2 separate regions of the Macaca mulatta genome follow, and region 2 is linked to region 1. The links are chromatin contacts, called in public Hi-C maps. All regions are on one chromosome and are shown on one strand. Each heading gives the region's core, a stretch centred on a gene start, on an enhancer-like site or on the middle of the called end of the contact. The rest is flanking DNA. Distances are from core to core; before and after follow the strand shown.

The links. A called contact is a pair of places that touch in the nucleus more often than the background predicts.
Region 2: a contact with region 1 is called in a Hi-C map of fetal cortex germinal zone, with 2.1 times the contacts expected there. The contact joins the promoter of MED26 here to the promoter of SLC35E1 in region 1. A contact is called at or near these places in 4 of 14 Hi-C or Micro-C datasets (CD4 T cells, blood, fetal cortex germinal zone and 1 more).

Annotation. Positions count from the first base shown.
Region 1 is chr19:17,065,014-17,071,153 of T2T-MMU8v2.0, reverse strand. SLC35E1 (solute carrier family 35 member E1) reads left to right here and starts at 2,164. Exons shown (of 6, transcript NM_001266345.1): 1 at 2,164-2,601; 2 at 2,965-3,035. The coding sequence starts at 2,181. It overlaps LOC144336827 (a long non-coding RNA gene), which reads right to left and starts at 1,893. Exons shown (of 2, transcript XR_013409180.1): 1 at 1,173-1,893; 2 at 1-593.
Region 2 is chr19:17,122,053-17,128,192 of T2T-MMU8v2.0, reverse strand. It overlaps MED26 (mediator complex subunit 26), which reads left to right and starts at 2,414. Exons shown (of 3, transcript XM_015123227.3): 1 at 2,414-2,746. The coding sequence starts at 2,675.

The DNA.
Region 1 (6,140 bases), core at 915-3,414:
GCAAAAGCTTGGTGCAGAATACACTCCCCTCCCCAACAAAAGGCCATGGGCGAAGTGGCTTTGAGGGCAGGATGAGGTTGAACCCAGGCCTGCCACCCACCAGCTGTGTGGCTCTGAGCTCATCTCTTCACTCCTGTGCACATGTCCCCATTTGGGGGGTGAAAATACCTACCCCAGAGTTTTGAAAACTAAAACACACAGCATGTCAGTGGAAGTATCTGACACTCAGCTGTGCTGTAGGGTGCCTATAGTTACATTTTCCCAAGTTCACTGTGCCTATGTTTAACAGCTCTGCTGATATGTGGTGTCTCAAGGATGTGACTTTACTCTGATACACACAGGGCACAGCTGGAGGATATTAGGGTGCAGAGCTTGGCCTCCTATCAGCATCTCTAGAACTTTGGGACAGGCTGCAGCTCCCCCCTACCCCTGCCTGCAGGGACTACCATGCCTGTGTCCATGTATCCAGGAGGACCTAGGGCACTAATGTTACCTGCCTTTGAGAATGCAAGGATAAGCAAAGATACCTTCCAACATTTGGGGGGCCAAGTTGGGTTGCTGCTTTCTACTCTTCTTTGGGACTGGGTCTTGCTCTGTCACCCAGGCTGGAGTGCAGTGGCGCCATCATAGCTCACTGCAGCCTTGACCTGGGCTCAAGCCGATCCTCCTACCTCAGCCTCCCTAGTAGTGGGGACCACAGGCGTGCGCCACCACACCTGGCTAATTTTTGTATTTTTTGCAAAGACGAGGTTTTGCCATGTTGCCCAGGCTGATTTCCAACTCCGGAGCTCAAACAATCCGCCCGCCTTGGCCTCCCAAAGTCCTGGGATTACAAGCTTGAGTCACCGCACCCAGCCGGTTGCTGCTTCTAATTTAACAAGTAGAAACACTGTAACGGGGGCCGGGCGCGGTGGCTCAAGCCTGTAATCCCAGCACTTTGGGAGGCCGAGACGGGCGGATCACGAGGTCAGGAGATCGAGACCATCGGCTAAACCGGTGAAACCCCGTCTCTACGAAAAAAATACAAAAAACTAGCCGGGCGAGGTGGCGGACGCCTGTAGTCCCAGCTACTCGGGAGGCTGAGGCAGGAGAAGGGCGTAAACCCGGGAGGCGGAGCTTGCAGTGAGCTGAGATCTGGCCACTGCACTCCAGCCTGGGCGACAGAGCGAGACTCCGTCTCAAAAAAAAAGAAAAGAAACACTGTAACGGAATTTTAACACCCTTTCCTCGAAAAAATTGGAGGTACACGATTTGAGGAACAGATTATAGTCCTTGAATTAGTATAAGATCATCTTACTGAAAACTTCGTCTTGTTTTCCTTCACTGGGGCCTGGGGCTGGTTCATCCCGGCTGGTGCTTGGACATCAGCCGTCAGGGCCCGGTACCTCCCCCTTCTGCCGAGCCTTGGAGACAGGTGTCTAAGGACGCTGCCACGGCCACGGTCCCCAGAGTGGCCAGGAAGCCTAAGACAAGTCGCTTCCCCATTCTGGACTTCGGTCTGTGAAATGGGAATGGTGATACCTACCGCACGACGTTCCTAGGATTCAGTGCGATGATACGAGGGCCAGGCCCGAGAACTGCGCACGTCGCGGCGGTTTCCAGAACATGATTCCAGGGACCGAGTGCTCCGGGATAGTCCCACTGCCAGAGTTTGGCCACGCGCGTGCGCCCCAGTTTGCGGAGGAAGTTTAGCTCAAGAGCTTTTCACAACTGGTTTCTTTCCCCAAAAGGTCTTTTACCTTCGGTGTCAGCCGCCGCCAGCCAACAGGAATCTAGTTAGGGGGTGCCCATGTACCCCTGGTAGAGGCCCTGATATTTAGCCCACGCACAGACGCCGACGCTGCAAAGCCCTCCACGCTCCTGCTCGCCTGTTCCGCTCGAGTTCTGGCTCCCGGTCACTGGGACCGCCCACGTCTCAGGTGGTACAGCTTGGATGCAGGTCTCCGTCCCCTTCTTCCGCTTCCGGCCTCGGCTCCGCCCTCGCCGGAAGCGCATCTACAGCGGACTGGGCCTGCACTCGAGACGTGGTGGCTGGCGCGTCGGCCGGCGCGGTGGGATGACGCACAGAGGCAACGACCAATGGGAAACGGCTTAGGCCGGAGGGCCCGCCCCCGCCCAGCCCCGCCCCCGCCCGGCGTCGGGCCGTCGGACGGGCGGGAAGGGGCGGCCGCTGGGGCAGGATGGCGGCGGCTGCGGTGGGCGCGGGCCCTGGTGCTGGGGGCCCGGGCGCAGCAAGCAGCAGTAGCGGGGCGCGCGAGGGCGCGCGGGTGGCGGCGCTGTGCCTGTTGTGGTACGCGCTGAGCGCGGGCGGCAACGTGGTCAACAAAGTGATCCTGAGCGCCTTCCCGTTCCCGGTGACCGTGTCGCTGTGCCACATCCTAGCTCTGTGCGCTGGGCTCCCGCCACTGCTGCGCGCCTGGCGCGTGCCCCCCGCGCCGCCCGTCTCGGGCCCCGGACCCAGTCCGCATCCGTCGTCCGGCCCGCTGCTGCCGCCGCGCTTCTACCCGCGCTACGTGCTGCCGCTCGCCTTTGGCAAGTACTTCGCGTCCGTGTCAGCGCACGTCAGCATCTGGAAGGTGCCGGTGTCTTATGCACACACCGGTAGGTTCCGCGCCCGGCCTAGGGGGCGGCGGCCGGGGCGCGCAGCTTGGGTCTTGGGCGCATGGAAAGGAGTGCGCCGCCCGGGGCGCGTCCCGCCGGACTGAGAAGTCAGCAGAGGGGCTACCAAGGCTTTTGGTAGGGGAGGGACACGCACAGGATTCTTAGGGAGAAAAGGGGCTGAGAAGAGAGCTGGGAGGTAAGCAAGACAGACCACAACTGCCGTGGTGGGAGGAAGCCCTACCGACAGAGAAGGGGTGAAGAGGTCTGAGGGGCTGCCAAGCCCTCCCATCCAGCCGTGGAGGTGGAACAGGTTGGGCCCTGGAACACAGGCAGCCCCCTGAGTGCCCTTCCCTCTCTTTGCAGTCAAGGCCACCATGCCCATCTGGGTGGTCCTCCTGTCCCGGATCATTATGAAGGAGAAGCAGAGCACCAAGGTAACCCCGGGCAGGGACTCTGGGCAGGTGGGACCTCCAGGGGGTTCCTCCCTGTTGCCAACTGGTGACGTGGTCAGGATCCTGGTCTGCAGGCTGCCTGGCTTCCTGTCAAATAGGGAAGTCAGTGTAGAGGCCTCCAGTGGCCTTTTACTACTCAAGTTCTAGAATCACGCTGTGAGCAATGGTGTGTGGAGTATGTGTACCTCTGTGATCTCTGCTGTGTGGTCTTAGGAACACTGTTGTCCCTTTCAGATACAATTTTCCTCCCATACCCTACCTGGGTTTGCTGGTAGGTAATGGGTTGGTCACATTTTGGCCGTACACCCCATGTGTGGCCTTTCCAGTGGGACTAGGGACGGATCAGAACGCTGTGGGATAGGTTTACACTTTTTTTGAAACGGAGTTTTACTCTGTTGCCCATCCTGGAGTGTAGTGACACAATCTCAGCTCACTGCAACCTCTGCCTCCTAGGTTCAAGCAATTATCCTGCCTCAGCCACCCGAGTAGCTGGGACTACAGACATGCAACACCACACCTGGCTAATTTTTTTTTTTTTGTATTTTTAATAGAGACAGGGTTTCACTATGTTGCCAGGCTGGTCTCAAACTCCTGACCTCAAGTGATCAGTCTGCCTCAGCCTCCCAAAGTGCTGGGATTACAGGCGTGAGCCACTGCACTTGGCTAGATTTTCACTTCTTTACAAGAGAGAGCTGTCAGGGGACCTCTGGGATCCGAAGCCAGATACGATCAAAGGAGTTTGATCTTGGCAAAATCCAGCAAAGTCTTAGAAATTAAAACAGCCAGAAGTTGTGATGGTCTGGGAACAGAAGCGAAAGCAGCACACAGGACTCAGGGCTGCATAAGGAGGATGCTTTGGGCGCAGTCCAAATTCGGTTCAAGATGCCAAACCAGGGTATTTCCTGGCTTGGGGCAAGAATAGCCATGGCTTTAGCCAGAGACAGCTTTGTCCGGTATCCTTAAGTGGAAGTTGGGTGCCTGTCGTCCCAGCTGGAATCCATTTCATGCTGGACACCGTGCCTCTTTTCCAAGTGGTTGGTTTTTGGCATCTTGTGTTTTATGTAACTCAGAAAGGCAGTGCCCTGGATCGGCTTATAGAAATTGGGCCACCTATGGCTGATTTTTTTTTTTTTTTTTAATTCCCGCCTGTCTTTGTCCCAGCAAGACCTGTGTGTGCTCTGCAGTCTCGCTCCCCCAGGGTGATGTCAGACTGTGACTTGGCTCCTGGGAAGTCAAAGTTTTCCCAGAGGTGTGTAGCTGCATCACCGGATATCATCGTGTTTATCAGGTTTCCCCGTTGTACGGGACATTGTACCCAGCTTGGGCAAGGAGCCAGAAACTTCACACAGTGAGGAAAGACTGGGAATTGACCCGGTTAGACAGCCAGACTAATTATAATGACATCATAACTTTTGGAACCTGCCCTGCAAGGCAGATAAGGCTGGTAGTCATCATTCCTGATCTCAGGTTTTCCTGAGATGGACTGAGAGGGGAGAATCATGTGCCTGAGGGCCACAGCCCAGTATTGGGGAAGCTGGAATTCAGGTCCACAGCCCCCACTCTGCCCTCCTTGTGGCATGACCACTCCGTCCTAAGATCTCCACCTCTCCTACCTCTCCTTAAGAGTGTTTGTTTGTTTGTTTGTTTTTCTGAGACAGAGTCTCGCTCTATTGCCCAGGTTGGAGGGCAGTGGTGGGATCTCAGCTCACTGCAAGCTCCGCCTCCTGGGTTCAAGCAACTCTTGCCTCAGCCTTCTGAGTGGCCGGGATTGCAGGCGCTTACCATCACTCCTGGCTAATTTTTGTGTTTTCAACAGAGACAGGGTTTCATCATGTTGGTCAGGCTGGTCTCAAACTCCTGACTTAAAGTGATCTGCCCTCCTCGGCCTCCCAAAGTGAAGAGTGTTCTTGGTAGGACAGGGTTGAGCCAAGAGTCAGAAGAGCTGGACATGCGGGAATGGATCCCGGTGGATCCTGGCAGTTGGGAGTCGTTTAGCCCCACATGCCAGACCTTGTTGAAGGCTTTCTGTCACTATGTTTGCTACTCGTTCATTCAGCTAGCGGCTATTGAGTGCCTACTGTGTGCTAGGCACCGAGATAAAGCAGCGAACAAGGACCTGCCCTAAGGTTGTACACTAATGGAACTGGATGATGTAACAGAGTGGGTGGAGAGGCCGGGCGCGGTGGCCCACGCCTGTAATCCCAGCACTTTTGGAGGCCGAAGTGGGCAGATCACGAGGTCAAGAGATCAAGACCGTGCTGGCCAACATGGTAAAACCCATCTCTACTAAAAATACAAAAATTAGCCGGGCATGGTGGTAGGCACCTGTAGTCCCAGCTGCTCGGAAAGCTGAGGCAGGAGAATCACTTGAACCTAGGAGGCAGAGGTTGCAGTGAGCCAGAGATTGTACCACTGCACTCCAGCCTGACGACACAGTGAGACTCCGTCTCAAAAAAAAAAAAAAAGAGTGGGTGGAGAGCTCTCTGCTGGGGAAGCCCAGGCAGTGGCCCTGGGAACACAGCACAGAAGCCTCCCAAGGTGGAGGTGGGTTGGAGAAAGCTTTCCTTGTGAAGGCAGGAGGTCAGCGGGAGGAGAAGGCATCAGTGGAGTGTCCCAGCCAGGAGTAACCATACTGGAAGAGCCTGAAGTAAGAGGGAATGGGAGCTGGGCGCGGTGGCTCACACCTGTAATCCCAGTACTTTGGGAGTCCGAGGTGGATGGATCCTGTGGGTCAGGACTACAAGACTAACCTGGCCAACATGGCGAAATCCTACCTCTACTAAAAGTACAAAAAAAATTGGCCAGGCATGGTGGCACATGCCTGTAATCCCAGCTACTGGGGAGTCTGAGGCAGGAGAATTGCTTGAACCCAGGAAGCGGAGGTTGCAGTGAGCCAAGATCGTGCCACTACACTCTAGCCTGGGTGACAGAGTGAGAGTCAGTCTCAAAAAAACTATTTTTTAAAAAGAGGGAAGGGGGAGCCTTACAGAGGATCAGGGCTTCAGGCCCTGGTGTGTCAGTGGCAGCTGAATAGATCTGTGGAGTTAGGACCAGCCCTGGGCTGTGGCCCTAAGCAGAGGCTCTTAA
Region 2 (6,140 bases), core at 1,165-3,664, 57 kb before region 1:
GTATTTGATGAAACTTTCATTGACTTACTCCACAAATATTATTTTTCTGTCTACTGGGGATACCAAAAAGAGCCAGTGCCCTTGAGGAACTCAGTCATGTCAATGCTTCTTAGTTTTTAAAAAACAGGTAAGTTGAGTACTTTCCAATGTTTATTTTTCAAGACAGTCTTGCTCTGTCACCCAGGTTGGAGTACAGCGGCATGATCTCAGCTCACTGAAGCCTCTGCCTCCTGGGTTCAAACAATTCTTTTGCCTCAGCCTTCCAAGTAGCTGGGATTACAGGTGCCACCATGCCCGGCTAATTTTTGATTTTTTGGTAGAGAAGGGGTTTCACCATTCTGGCCACGCAGGTCTTGAACTCCTGACTGCAAGTGATCTGCCCACCTCGGCCTCCCAAAGTGCTGGGATTACAGGCATGAGCTACCAGGCATAAGCCACCATGGCTGGCCCCACATTTTGTTTGTTTTTGTTCATTTGAGACAGAGTCTGTTGCCCAGGCCGGAGTGCAGTGGTGCAATCTTGGCTCACTGCAACCTCTGCCTCCCGGGTTCAAGCAATTCTCCTGCCTCAGCCCCCTCTAGTAGCCGAGATTATAGGTGCGCGCCACCACGCCCAGCTAATTTTTGTATTTTTTGTAGAGATGGGGTTTCACCATGTTGGCCAGGCTAGTCTCGAACTCCTGAGCTCAAGTGATCCACCCGCGTCAGCCTGCTGAAGTGCAGGGATTACAGGCTTGAGCCACCACTCCCGCCCAAATGTTTCTTAAAATAACTTGACCCATGCAAAATAAATTGTCTCCTATGTAATCATTTAAAAAAAAAAAAAAAAAAAGATACTGTACATCCGAGTTAGAAATTGAAAGGCAAGACCAGAATATGCCTGAGGAAGGCTTTGTTTATTTTGCTTATCAGAAATGAGATAAAGAATTATCTCCGAATGGGCCAGTTTCCAACTTGGACCATGTACACCATATACACAATGCTCCGCATTCTGGGAGGGGTGAGGTTGGGAGCAGTAAATGACAAGTGTTTTGCCCGTGTTTCTTTTCTCCTCCAAGGGGATGTAAAACTTCACATGTGCAGAAGCACGCAACTATAGCCACGTGCAGAAGCAGCCGTTTTTGCAAATGAAAATATTTCCCAGAAGCACAACAAATACAAGACTAACAGGTGCCAGGCAGCGCCAAGGCACACATGTGGTTCTCATCAGCCGTCTTCCTCCTGTTTTAAATCTAGGTCTTCCTGTAACAGTGGGGAAAAAAAAGATTTCTCCCGAGGCCGCCGAGCTTGCCTTTCCACCCCGTCTCACAACAGCATTTCCAACAGAGTTCCCAGAGAGAGGGGAGCAATTACAGAAGGCAATAAGTAGGGTGGAGGGAGGAGGGGCGCCCTTAAACTTGACACCTGCGGTTCTGGGCTTAACCCCGAAGTCTAGGTGACCTTGGGCCTCCGTTTCCTCCTGTGACGTGTTTGGTTAAGAGAATGAGCATCTCAGTTTTACAGCACCTCCAGGCAGAGGCGGGTAGAAGGGTCTTTCAGTCACGGGGTTTTCTGCCGGTAGCGGGGCGGGGGGACTGTGCCCCAACAAGGGACGGCGGCAATGACTGCAGACTGGGGGAGGGGGCGCTTCTGAGGCCAGAAATGCCGCTCAACTTTCGACAGATCGCGGGACCCGCCCCGACGACAGAGCAATATCGCCCAAATGCCAGTGGCGCCGAGGTGGAGAAGCCGCGGCGTAGACGCAGATTTGCAACCTCCGGCTTTCCAGCGTTCCCAGCTACGGGGGGCGGCTTCTTTGCCGCCTCACGTTTTCGCGATCGGGGTCGCGCGTGGCGATGCAGACCCCCGCCCGTCACCACACCCATTCCCACACTCTCTAAGGGGCGGGGGCGGCCGCGGCGACACCCCTGGACTCCTCCGATGACCCTTCCGTGCGCAGAATCACAACGTGGACGTCTGCTTCCCTCGCCCTCACAAAAACTTCGGCAGCTGCTCAGCCTGCGACTCTCATCCCCCAGTCACGCGCCGGGGAAGGCTCTCCTACAGGAAGGATTTTCCCGCCGCCCTCCCTGCCCTGAGGTAGCCGCCGCGAGCGTCCGGGTTCAAGGACTCTTTGCGCGCGCGCTTCCGTCAGAAAGCCCCGCCCCGCGACCCGGGCGGGGGCGGGGTCTCCAGGCAGCGACCGTTGCCCCGCCCAACCTCCTCCCAACGGCTGCCTAGGCCGGGCGGCGGGGCGGGGCGGCAAGGCGGGTGAGTGCGCCTGCGCGCGCGTGCGCGGAGGCGCGGGGCGGGGCGCACGGGCAGCCCCGCCCATGCCTGGCGTCTCCGCCTGTCCCATCTCCCAACCTCCTCAGCGTGGCGCCGACGCTGCGTGCGGCGCGGACTACCCAGAGTACTCCGCGCGGGGGCAGCTCACTGGAGTTTGGTTCTCGAGGCGGCGGCAGCAAGCGGCGGCGGCTCCGGCGGCTCCTCCTCCTCCTTCGGTGGCGGCGGCGGCCCGGGACCGAGACCCGGCCCCGGCTCCCCTCTCCGCCACCCCGCGCGCCCCTAACCCTCCGGCGCCGCGGGGAACATGCGGCTCCGGCTCCCGGAGGCCGGCGAGTGAGTGACCCCCGTCCCCCGCCTCAGCCCGCCCGCCCGCTGGCCCGGCCGCAACCCCCCGCCTCGCCCAGGCAATGACAGCGGCTCCGGCGTCTCCGCAGCAGATCAGGGACCGGCTGCTGCAGGCCATCGACCCCCAGAGCAACGTAAGTACCCGCCGCGCGAGCTGGGACGGAGGCCGCATGGGCCTGGGACCCTCCCCCTCTCCTGTCCCCCTCGCCCACCGGGCTTCGGGGGACCCGTCTGGCGCCCACCTCCCCTCGAGGGCCGCTGCCATCTCTGCCTCTCACTCCTCGGGCCCGGGCCGGGGGCAGGTCGGGCAGCCCGGCAGCGCTTGGTACGTGAGGCCGAGGCTTCCGTGCGGCCTGGGCGGAGGAAGCAGACGGGGGGCTAAGGGTAGAGTTTATCTCCCCTTTCTGCTCCAGCTCTATGACCCTCACTGCTCTGGACGAAGCTGCCCTGCATCGCCCTCCCTCCGGGACCTGAGACCCCCGGGAAGCCCTCCCGGAGCGGGGGAGGGGAGGGAGAAGGGCTGTGAAGCAACTGGTGTCCGGGGTATGACTCGGGGAACCTGTGTCTCCCATGTCTTAGCCTTCTGGGTTATGAGAGAAGTCCTTCCCCCTCCTCCCGGCTGGCAGCACCTTCCTGGCTTCGGAGAGAACCCCCAGTGTGTTTTGCCCCTGGCCGGGTACCCAGGGTACGTGGAGAGTCTGTCTCCCTTCTGTGACTGGACACGCCTTCGCCAAAACCCTCTTGGGGTCGCTGCCAGCGACAGATGATTTCGGGGAGGGTGGGATCCTTCCTGTTGCCTTTCTGGGCCTCAGTACCCATTGCGTCTCTGACCAAGCCAGAGCTCCATTTTTTTGGGTAGTGAATTAAAGAGGACTTTTCTCTCCCGTTTACCCAAGAGCCCTGTTTCAGTAGGCTCTTTCCCTCACCTGGGGGTCTCAGCCTGGTGGCTATTGACCCAGACTGTCAGGGTTAACTCCAGGGTGTCGCTTCCTCGGGTGCCCCTTTGCTGAGGCTACTGTTGGCGGAGGGACCGCCCCTTCCCCCTCCGTATGTGTGGCTGTGTATCTGTGTGTGTGTATGTGTGTTGTTGCGGGGGTGGGGTGGGGGTGGGAAGACTGATCTATTCTCATATTTTCTCCAAGAGTTTCTTGGCAGTAGGGGTCATACTTCCCGCGGCAGGAGCAGGGCGGTGGGAAGATGCAGTAGCATCCAGGTATGAAGTGAGGCCCTGCTTCCCAGGAAGTGGCCATTGAGATCACTTTTTAATATGCTGTGAATGGAAGAAAAAAATCATCTTTGGCTTGGCCAGGTAACTCAGGTTTCTCTCACCGTAGGGGTTTTTACTTGTAGTTTTACATGAGCTTGGCTGATTACTCTTAGCAGTATGCTTAACTCTGATGATGTTTTTGGAATAATTCACGTTGACTTATACAATTTTTGGTAAGATTGAAGGGTTATGAGTTTTTTTCTAAGGCCCTGTTTTTGCTGTGATATAAGTACTTCTCTTATCCCTGGTATTCAGGTCCCATTAACATTGACTTGATGGTAATTGTCTTTAACAAATGTTGTATTATACATTTTTGTTATGACTTTGGGGGTGGAGTGGGCACAAGCTATATAAAACCTTCTCGAATGTCCTTTTTGCAGTAACTGGTGCCACTGCAATTTTAAGATTGAAATATTAGAGGATAAAACTAGTGACATGAAAAAAAATAGCCTTGGTGACTTGTACATCTTTTGTGGAGCCAGAAGGTAATTTTTTGAATTTCACGCACTCGCTTTCCTTCTGGAGAGTCTGAGAGGTTGCTGAGATATTAGCACTGATCCTTAATGCCACCTCAGAGAGCTTTGGGATCAGGCGGCACTTTGACAGGCGATCACAGTGTTGTAGATTAGGTCACTCCAGTGACCTCACAGTTTCCAGTATTGTGTAAGGCTCTAATCAAAAGGGTTCCTTGAGGCAGAAGAAAAGAGGACGGAACAAATCTTAGTTTTGTGTGTCTCAGCTCATGCAGAAATGTTATATAGGTCCCTGGTTATGTTACGTGACATGGAATTTGCATTTCATATCGCTTATTTTCAGGGACTTTGGTGATGATCTTGGGCAGAGTCCTACTAACATGGGGTGGATGGATTTGGGAAATTATCTTCTTGATTATGAGCAATGAGGAAAGTGCCTCCTTTGTGATTGATCCTCTGAGCGCTGTTATGGGCCGTTTGACGGGACCGTTCGCTTTGAGCAAACACCATGCAGAAACAGAGCTGCAGTGGACGGGGTTTGCTGGCGGAGGTGGTGGTGAGAGCTGGGCATGTCAGTGTGTCTGCAGTTTCTCTCGGATCAATGTGGGCTCAGGTGAGAGCAGGTGGCTCCAGCACAGGTGCTGCCGGTGTGCCGGTCTCTCCTCTCTGCCCTGCCCAATGATGAATTCCACTACTGGATATTTAGTTGACACATATTTAAGATGCTCGTGGAAAAAAAAAAAAACAAAAAAAAAGGGGACAGTGTTGAAGAGCCAACACTAAAATTAAACCTCTTCTGAGAGAAGCGGCAGAGAATTGTGTCATGTAATGCTTACCTTTATGGGCATGCAATTATGGTTAACAAACTTAGCTATTGCTTGCAAAATCAGTGTCAGGAACTGACCTAATATCCAAAAGTATCTGGAAAGTTAGGGAAGTGACGAAGTCGTGTTTACCAACCATCTCCTTGACAAAGAAATTCTTACGAGAAAAGTTGTTTCTGTGCTCTTTTAGCCCCTGGAGTATGCATTTGAATTCCTATAGCAGCAGGCTCAGAGTTAATAATTTCTGCCAATTCAGTAATAAAGTAAATCCTCTACTCTCCTTTTCAAAAGGCTACTAACGGTTTTTCAGAGCAGTCGGAGCTTTTCTTTTCGTTGTGCACCCTTTCAGCCCAGGGTGTTGAAAATCTCTCCGAAGCGCAGTGTGTGCATGATTGTTCCAGCTTACTCTCGCTGCATTGTGGGTAAAGTGAAGGACTGTGTCTTACTCTCGCACAGCAGTCGTAGTGAGCAGTCTCCTCAGCAGGTGATTCGGTTCCCATCTGCCTGGGACACTCTTTGTTTTGTGGAGGTACGAGCTTTATCTTCCTGTGCGGCACACAAGCTTCTTGGGATGTTTCATGTCTTGTCTTCTCCCTCTAGAGCAGAAGCATTTGGCACACTTTCTATCTGCTGCTTAAACTGACTGAACCCTAGCATCCATCTTGGACCTGTGCCTGAGGAGCTACATGTGAACCCCATTTTACTAGGAAGCCTTTGTAACTGCTTTATGCCCAAAAGTACAGTCGTGGAATATTCTAATGCAGAACTTTGGAGAGGGAAGGAGTCACAGGTGACTTGAGACGCTACTCAGTAGAACTGTGAGGAATATGGATGTTAAGTGATGATTAACAAACTTAGCTTTTAGAGGAAAGGTCCAACAGATAGTAGACGGTGTACTGCATCCTCATGACAAATAAAATAACAGCACAGGGCAGGGCTTGCTAACTGCAGGTGAATGTCCTGT